Regions from separate parts of the Mus musculus genome. Here region 1 is linked to region 2. The links are chromatin contacts, called in public HiChIP or PLAC-seq maps. All regions are on one chromosome and are shown on one strand. The core of a region is the stretch at or near the end of the contact, and the rest is flanking DNA. Distances in the headings are between cores, read along the strand shown. Region 1 overlaps 1810007D17Rik (RIKEN cDNA 1810007D17 gene). Region 2 overlaps Ccdc172 (coiled-coil domain containing 172).

The links. HiChIP or PLAC-seq counts read pairs in DNA pulled down with a chosen protein or histone mark.
Region 1: a contact with region 2 is called in an HNF4G HiChIP or PLAC-seq map of pancreatic cancer cells. The contact joins two enhancer-like sites. A contact is called at or near these places in 3 of 39 promoter capture datasets (the 3T3-L1 cell line, 3T3-L1-derived adipocytes and pre-B cells), 2 of 484 Hi-C or Micro-C datasets (the HPC-7 cell line and cortical neurons) and 1 of 115 datasets of contacts at active chromatin or transcription factors (pancreatic cancer cells).

What each region holds. Positions count from the first base shown.
Region 1 is chr19:58,614,524-58,619,191 of GRCm38.p6, forward strand. The region is part of intron 1 of 1810007D17Rik (RIKEN cDNA 1810007D17 gene); the gene reads left to right. Among named protein-coding and RNA genes, the nearest start is that of 1810007D17Rik, 11 kb to the left of the region's middle. Within about 2 kb of position 2,303, at least 15 of the 459 cell types and tissues checked have an H3K27ac peak or open chromatin away from gene starts, as enhancers often do. A contact at or near this core is called in pancreatic cancer cells, where this site is marked.
Region 2 is chr19:58,521,772-58,526,505 of GRCm38.p6, forward strand. It overlaps Ccdc172 (coiled-coil domain containing 172), which reads left to right. Exons shown (of 9, transcript NM_029372.3): 4 at 4,077-4,193. Among named protein-coding and RNA genes, the nearest start is that of Ccdc172, 12 kb to the left of the region's middle. Within about 2 kb of position 2,475, at least 72 of the 459 cell types and tissues checked have an H3K27ac peak or open chromatin away from gene starts, as enhancers often do. A contact at or near this core is called in pancreatic cancer cells, where this site is marked.

The DNA of each region.
Region 1 (4,668 bases), core at 1,053-3,552, 93 kb after region 2:
TGCCTCGGGCAGGAGCTGAACTGTCTCAGATTTTATCGTATTGTTAATGGACCTTCGGAGGTCTTTTTCTTTCTCTATCTCCGCAATATTAGTTGCATAGAACATGAAATGCATTTCCCATAGAAGGTGGGGTCTGTGGCAGTGAAGTAGTTAATTTATAGGCCTGTCAAGACACTTGAACCTACATTGTCTAAAAAAATAACACAGACCTTGCTGCTTAATGAGGGCTATACTTCAGATGTCCGCCGTTCTGCAAAATGTTCCACCGCAAAGGAATTTCCCACTGCAGTTTAATCTAAAGATGGCTAACCTCTGTCTATCTGCAGGGAGGGTTCAATGAAACAGCAATGTAGTCTGATTGCTGTGGGCCAGACACTCCCAGGCATCGAAGATGAAGATTCCTGAGCCACACAGTTCCCACTTTGATTAAGTACTCACTGTAGCTAGAAACAAGTACAAACACGTAAACAGGGGCGCAAGAAAGTTCCGTCCAGGGACCAGCACTGTGAAGAAAAGGCGAGGCAGCATGTGAACAATGTCAAGAGCGCTAGACTTGCAGTTCTCACAAGGGTCGGGTCGGTCAGCCTGAGATCCGGGACCACATTCTCACAGTGTCTCCCTGTGTCTCACCTTCCTGTCTGCTCGGGAAGGCTGGGGTATAAGGAGTCCGTACAGAGTTGAACTTGGGCTGAATGAGGCCTTCCTCTTATTTGAAGGAAAAAAAAAAAAATGGCTGTCGGTTTTTCTATCGATCCTAGAGCTTGGGCAGTGAGATGCTGTGAGCTAAGTAAAGATATGCTAAAGGCTCCTGAGAGCTGAAGTGTTAATGTGTTTGATGGATTAGCTCTTTGTTGATTAGAATGGCCTGTGTTTGGGCCCAGGGTTGAAGAGTGAGGGGTTTGGGGCAAAGTGGACCTGGAGCGCCCCAGGATTGGGGTAGAGTGGACGTGGAGCGCCCCGGGATTCAGTCACGTGTATCTCCGTACAGTGTCATGGTTTCCTTTTTCTTTATGGCTGCAGAAAACCCATTGCATTATACATCACATTTTCTTCATCCATTTATCTACTGATGGATACCTGGACTGGTTCTGTATCTGCGGCTGCAGGCCTTACTTTAGGGCTCTTATAGGGCAGAATTACCCAGTGATTGTCTGTGCCTTATTTCACTTATCGTGTCCTCAGAATTTATCTACATTATAGAAATATGTTAGAAATTGTCCTTTTTCCTTAATGGAGAACGATTTTCTGTTTTGTGTCTCCATTTTTTCTGGTAGTAAACTTTTGGGACATTTCTAGGTTTTTTTCTTTTTGTATTTTTTGTTTGTTTGTTTTGTTTTTTAATTAATAATGATGCTGTGAATGTAGGCATATAAGTTTTTCTTCATTTCTACTGCGATTTTTTTTGGGTTGTTGTTGTTGTTGTTGTTGTCAAGACAGAGTTTCTCTGTGTAGTAGCACTGGCTGTCCTGAAACTCACACTGTAGAACAGGCTGGTCTCAAACTCAGAAATCCACCTCCGCCTCCTGAGTGCTGGGACTAAAGGCAGGTGCCACCACCACTCAGATAAGTTTGTGCTTTGAATTCTCCTGTGTAAACACTTTGGTAAGTTTGTTGGATCAAAGGGTGATTCTATTTTTTAGTTTATATTTCTGAAGAGCTGCATGTTTCCCCCAATGATCGAACCACTTCTGAACCTACCACAGTCCACACGAGTTCAAATTCTCCATCTTTGCCAACGTTTGTTGTTTAAAAGAACAAAACAGGGGGCTGGTGAGATGGCTCAGTGGGTAAGAGCACCTGACTGCTCTTCCGAAGGTCCAGAGTTCAAATCCCAGCAACCACATGGTGGCTCACAACCATCCGTAATGAGATCTGACACCCTCTTCTGGTTTGTCTGAAGACAGCTACAGTGTACTTACATATAATAATAAATAAATAAATAAATAAATAAATAAATAAATAAAACAATTTATTTAAAAAAAAAGGAACAAAACAAGGCAAAAGCCTAAATAAAAACAGTCCAGTGAGAAGCAGCTGAAAAATAACCAACAGCACAACCACAACTCAAAACAAGACAGTGCTAGACCCAACTTGACACAAGCCTGAGTCCCCTGGGAAGTGGGAACCTCGGTATGATGGGGCTATCGGCACATTGTGCGGCATTCATTTGATCTCTGATTGATGTGGGAGGGGCCATTCCACTGTGGGCGGGGCCATCCATGGGCAGGTAGTCCTGGGCTATGTAGGAAAGGTAGCTGAGCAAGCCAGGGGAATAAGCCAGTGAGCAGGACTCATCCACCGGCTCTGCTTCAGTCCCAGCCTTGAATGTTTGCTTAGCAGAAACTCTCCCGCAGCAATGAGTCATGAGCTATAAGCAAATACACTTTTTCTACCCGAAGTTGGTTTTAGTAAGTGCTTTATCACAGCAACAAAAGCAAACACACAAAAGAATAGCCTACTGCAAAACATTATTTTTCATATTATTGGCTTAAACTCTTTTTCAGTTAGGGTCAAATATCAAGCATAAGACTTCTGTACATAATCATATTAAGAAGTATGCACAGGTATTTGGAAATTCTATAAAGGATTAATTCAGAGAAAGCACATTTATCATAAGCTGTCATTGGAAGATGGCATACCCTTTCCTGCGCCACCAGATTAAAAGCACATCAATCATTCACAGCAAGCCTCTGGGTGAGTTTTAGACTCCAGGATATTCCCTTTTACTAAGAAGCCACTGCTTTAAAAAAAAAAATTAGTAGTTCACTATAAGGCACCAAACCATTTTGTCTAAGCCTAAGCCATATGCCTAATGTAGGAGAATCCAGACTGAGAGGCTGGAGAGATGGTTCAGTGGTCAAGAACACTTGCAGCGAGCTCTTCCAGAGGACCAAGACACATGCAGATAAGCACATAAATAAAACTTAAAAGTAATAATATTAAATATTGGAACATACCTACTTAAGGAAAGAATATATGTAACATCCAAAATAAATTCAAGACTACCCAGTACCTTCCCTCTTCAAAAGGCGTTTCCAAACTGTACTAGCAGGCCAAGTACAGAGCCAGGTAAAGAAGCTGACTAACTAAACAAATATAGAAACATAGATTTAACGGTCAAAATGACTAACTTTACAGCTGCCAGAACAAGAGTAACAATTCCCCTGCCCTGCCTCACACTAAAAACCACAAGGACAGACAAAATGAGGGTCACCCTATACAAATCAACCAATGTCTAAGAAGGTTATTGGCTATACCAATTAAAATAAGCCAAACTACCCTAGTGCCTATATCTGGCCCTTACAAAGGTATAAAAAGTGTGTTCTTTCTTTGTTCTGGGTCTCTCCTCCAGCCTGCGTGCTGAGAGGGGGTTCCCCAACATGTTGGATAAGTAAGATCCTCATGCATTTTGCAACAATGGCGATCTCTGTGGTCTTTGTGAGTGAGGGTCTTTTGATAAGCTACAACACATACCGATTATATTTTATAACCACATTGCATTTTTGAAATCATACTACCCTGGTTGTGTATTGATTATTTGCTTAAAACAACAATTGTTTTAATGCCTGTGGTTCTGAGATTAACGTTCTGGCAAATTATGCTAAAACTCTATTATATCAGTTGGAGTCATTTATATGGTGCAGAGAGCTGAGAGCTACTGTATGCGAAGCTGGGTGTGAGGGGCCAAGATGGCTATCCATATCTGGAGCCAGGGGACTCCTCTCTCATGATTTCTGCACTATATAATACAAACTCGCATTGAACTCACAGTAATCCTTCTGCCTCAGCTTCTTAAGTGCTGGTATTATCCTTATAAATCATCACTTCTGCCTAATCTGGATTTCTCTGCATGGCAACTGGTTCTTTCTTATTTCATAATTATATTTATCTATTTATTTATGTGTGTGTGTGAATGTTTGTCACTTGTGTACAGGGTCCCCTGGAGACCAGAAAAGGGCATCAAATCTCTTGGAGCTGGAGTTATAGGCACTTATAAGGCACCTGATGTGGGTGCTCAGAACCAGACTCAACTCTTTTCCACTGAGCCATCTCTCCAGCCGATAGCAACTGGTTCTGAGAGAGAGAGAGATTGGATGTACAAAGGCCCCTTAAGTCTGAAGCCTGGGGATAGGGAGAAGGCAAAGATGGTAAAGTGCTTGCCTATAAGCACGGGGACTTGAGTTCAAATCCCAGAGTCCGTATAAAAAGGTCATACATGACACACACACTGGTCATCCCAGTGCCAGGTAGGCAAGACAGACAGACACTGAGGCTTTAGGACATCCAATCCAGCTTACTTTCCAAATTCTAGAACATCGAGAAACTCTGTCACAAAACACTCAAGGTTGTCCTTTGTCCTCCAAATGAATACACACTAAGCAGGCATCAGCATACAAGTACACAATACACACTGTGAGATTTACTCTTGGTTAACCCAACAAAAACTAGAGAAACCCTGGAAGAGTAAGCCCCACTTGAAGAGCTGCCTCCATCAGTTTGGCTCTGGGTATATCTGTAGGGCATTTTCTTGATTAATGATTGAGGTGGGAGCACCTGGCCCACTGTGGGTGGCACCATCCCCTGGGCAGGTCATCTTGTATGGGAAGCCGCCCTCACATTCGCCGTTGCAAGATGGCGCTGACATCCTGTGTTCTAAGTGGTAAACAA
Region 2 (4,734 bases), core at 1,225-3,724:
GAAGTCTGTGCAAAAGGTAGAGAGAGGAGTTTCTGGTGTGTTTGAAGAACAGCCAGGAAAGCAGTGGGTGGGGAATGGAGAGTGAGGAGGCTGTGAGAGGCTGGAGAAGGGTGGCTGTGCAGACATGCTAAGGCTGAAAGGCTGGCACAGTCCCATACTGAAGCTTCCTTGCTTGCCACATGAGGGTTACTGTGCCAGAGTGGTAAAGCTGATTTAGAAACACTAGCACCTGGTTTTTAAAAATCTAAAGCTTGCTGGGTGTGGTAGTATACGCCATTAATCTCAGCACTGGAGAGGCAGAGACAGGTAAAGCTCTGTAACTTTGAGGCCAGCCTGGTCTAAATAAGGAGATCCTGGCCAGCCAAGGCTACATAGTGAGACTTTTTCTCTAAAAATAAAGCTAAGGCCTTAATATCTGTTGTCAACTTGCTCAGTGGTGCAGTCTGGTGTTAGAAGTGTATTCTGTTGTGGTTGTAAGAGCCCTGGGCCTTTTCCTTGGTTCTTGTATGGTATTAGCCATATGAAGTCTGCATGTCTCCTTGTGTATCTTGTGTAAAGTTGCCTCTTGTGCTGTGAGCAGATGACATGACAGGCAGAGCTGCTTGCTGGAGACTGAGCTGGCTTTGACAGCGTCAGTTACACAAGGAGTGTCGTGGACAGACCAATGCTGATCCATAACATGCTGTGCTTACTTTCAGTTTCTAAGTACCTGAAGGCATGCAGGCAACAAAGCAGTGAAGAGCCATGGATAGCAGCTCTGTTGACCACAGACCTAGCCACCAGATAAGTCAGCTCAGTATCCAAGAGGAATGAGCAGGGGTGGGGAAGCCTTTAATACTGAAAGAGGCAGACTTAACAAGGGAGATGGCACTGCTGTAAGCTAAATTGTACCAAAACAGTGACACTTTCTGACAAAGGTTGGCCATTTGGGTCTAGAATGCAACATTAAGGCTTTATACAAATATTTTCATTTTCAGTCAGGAAACAGACAGAGGTAAGAAAGAGAAATCTGTGTTCCTGCCATTAGGAACTTCCCACCCCTTTCTTTATATTGCATGCTGTCTCTTGAGGTCAGGAGCAATTTAGGAGACAGAGTCAATAATTTCTTTAGTTTCTGTTTACTGTAGACTAAACGGCTCACACTGCCATAGGCATGTTAGTGTCTCAGCTCAAACTTGATACGTCTGAAATCATTTCTCACACAGTACAGTTTGTGGCTTTACAGTATTTCCCTATCAGATCCCTCCTTGGCTGTTATCTTGTAACAAAGCAGAGGTAAGACGTCTGCAAGACAGTAATTCTGTGAGTGAGTAGTACACTCATCCTGTGAGTAAGTCAGGATTATATGTAGCTGGACTCTGGTTACTTTGTGGGTTCTTCTTTCTTCCACCCTTTCAATTTCCTAACACTAAACAAGAGAAAAAAGGATGGAGAGTGAAGGAAGAGATCCCTGAATAAAGCCAGGGTCAGTGAGGGGTCGAAGTCATCATTAGACGGCTTCCTGCTGAGTACAGCCTTGAGGTCCTGGGGGCATGGGTCATTTCTGCCATCAGAACATCTCAGTTCTTCTTGTTTCTTTGTGTACAACTACTTAACAGATCACAACCAACAGCAACCAGCCAAAAACCCACCAACATTTCACCTTATCTCTCAGGATCCTAGCATCTATATACACTCTGAAATGTTCCCAAAATTCCCAACATCACACAATTGCAGAAACTGTTTGCAGCTGGAAAGATCACATCCCCACCAGAGCAGGAGGCAAATCATAGTCAGCTGCTGTGGACAGTCTGCCGCCCATACCCCACACCTGGGATTAAGCTGTTGCTCCTGAAGGCAAAACTTACACGTAGCAAAGAACCAGGCAAAGCCAAGTGCTTGTCTCTTAAGTTCTAATAAAGAATAGAGCCAGGTCACCCAATTTCAGTGTCACCTCATCTGTACCCTGACCCATTGATGACCATAGCACTGGGAGGCGGCATGTAGGAAGCCCATCTCCCTTCGGGGCAGTGACTTTCCACCTTCTCCCACTTCCTCTGTTGTGCTTTCCCCTTGGTTGTCACGAGTGTTAAAAAAAGTGCGTGTGTGTGTGTGTGTGTGTGTGTGTGTCTGTGTGAAGGAGAAAGTGAGTGAGTAAGCATGGGTGGGTGTGGCTGTGAGTGTGTGGAGCTCAGAGGACGACTTTGTGCAGTTGGTTCTTTTCCTTCCACCCTCTGTTTTCTGAGAATCCGTATCAGAAACAGAAGTCAAGAATGTCAATCCTGAATGTGTACTATTAGCACATTAACCAGAGCCTGCAGCCTGAGTGCCCGCCCCTTAGTCCAGGACACTTAAGGAAAATACGAGACTCATTTGCCATTTTTTCTCTCTTTTTTTTTTTTTTTTTTTTTTTTGGTAACTCACGTGTACAGTTTTCCAACGTGATCTGTGTCTGAGACACTGTTGAGTCACAGTGTCACACGGCTGGGCACTGCTGACTCATCTGTGTCTGAAGCATTGTTATGGGCAGTGGTGCTGAAGTTCTTTTTATTATCAGAATTACTCAGAGGCAGCTTTAGCATTTCCATTTTAATGCCGTGATTTAGCAAGAAGGATGCTGAGAGACCTGGATTTTAACCCCATGCTTACCCCTAATCAATTAAACGTCCTTTATAAAATCTTGAACTTGTGGGCTGATCTTAGTCTCCTTTGTATAACAGCAATGAAGCGTCGTCGTGTTCTTACACTGAACAAATGAGGGGCTGCTTTGATCCTTTCCTTGTCTGCCCTGCTGCCTTGCGTGTGACGTTAAAGTCTGGAAACTGCATTTCCTGATTCTGCATCAGGGACACGAAGCCCCTCACTGTCCTCCCGGGGGTTTCAGGCATTACCTCAGTCATGCAAATGTATGTCTTTATCTGTGTCTGTGTCTTCAGATACGGTTGATGGGAACTGCACCCAGGACCCAGGTCGGGCGGCTGTGCTACACCTTATAGAAATGGAAGATCGTGTTTCTATTTCACGTCAGCTATTTTTTTCTAAATGCCAGTATTCCTAGGACTTACTAGCTGTAATATTTCAAAATGTCTTTGAAGCCAACCCCGTGGCTCTGGAATAGACTGCTCCCAGGCTCTTTACTGCTCAGTGTCTTCTGGGACACAGATTTCACAACCCGTCTCTCACCTTGAGGAAGTTCTTATAACTAACATAAATCTTGCTTTCTGCAATTTAAGTTGAATTTATATCATTTTTCTTTTCTCTGTAGAGATGAGAACAGCCCCAAGCTGGAGGTAACACACTGTCATGAGGACCAGTACTGAATGCTGCAGACAAACTATTTTAGTTTCTTGGCCTTTCATTCTGACTTTGTCTCAGAAGGAACTGTTTTTAAAGTCCAAATGAAATAATATCGGTGCTTATGAAATCTTTTGCTCTTTAGAATAAAATGGGGCACAAAAGTTAAATTTTTGGGAGGGAGGGGGAGATGGTGGTCTCTGATCCTGTTTGTAAGGATCTGTTGGGTGAATGCCTGCAAGAGGCAAGGATGGATTTCGCTTCCTTAGCTTTCAGCCACCTGCCAGTGCTGACCTTGCTACCTACCACTGAGCCTCTAAAAATAAGACCCCTGAGTAAATGGGTAAAATTCAAAGGTTGGGTTCTCAAAATGTATTTGGGATATTTAGCCAAATTTACGTCTACTTTATGCATAGTTAACGTCATAAACCTGGGTCTGGGCTGTAGAGATTTTCCCATGTTTGGTGGTCACAGCGATTGATTCTTTCTAAGTTGTGAGACTAGAAGCCTGCTCCTTGAAACAAGCTGTCCAGACGTGGGCTTCAGTGTGCATGGTCAGATGCTGCAGTACTCAGCTAACACTTGTGCTGAATGTGGGAGGAAAAAGAAACCAGCTGTGCCCCTCAGGAGCCCAGAGTCTGTCTACTCTGTAAGCTGTGAGGACACTGAGCTCAGGACCGGCAGTCACTTAGAGCAGTGCATGCAGGGAGTCGTATGTAACAATTGCAGGCCTGTTCAATTAACTGAGCCCTCAGATCTGTATCCATTTGCTTCGTTCTGATTTCTGTATTTTCCTTTTGAAGGTTCAGCAGTTGTCTGAGAAATCTTTCCTCTTAGAGCTTCTGAAAACCCATGAAAACGCATTAGAGAGACAGCTCAGTGAGATTATCAGCGAGCGGGACACACTGCTCCAAGCCTGCGTAAGTCTCCAGCCACTGAGAAACATCTCAGTCAGCAATCTAACTGTGTCAAAGGCGTTTCAGTATGTGCAGCTTCACTTTGACAAAGTTATCTGTACCCGTATCAGCTGACAGTACTATTCAAACAACAAGTCTTAAGGGCTGTTTGAAGCCAGCCAGGAGAGCAGTACAGCTGGAAAGACTTGTCCTGGATGGGAGACTTGAGGATGTAATGTGGGAACTATCTGCAGTTGGATGGGCCCAAGAGAAGCAGTACCACTGCTTTTAACCACTCTGGTGTTGAGACCCACTTTTAATGCTCCTGGTTAGCAGAGAAGTTTTATACTTCTAGGCATACTTATGGGCATGGCTGAAAAGATATTGCTAATCTTTTTATCTTAAGTCAAAGTCAACAAGCCAAGCAGCAGTTATGATTACAGGGCAATTTGGAGATGTGACTAGTCCTGAGTTGACATTTTGAAGAAAATACATTTGAGCCAATGAGAGGACTCAGTGGATAAAGGTGTCGCCATCAAATCTGATGATCTTTCAGTCCCTGGAA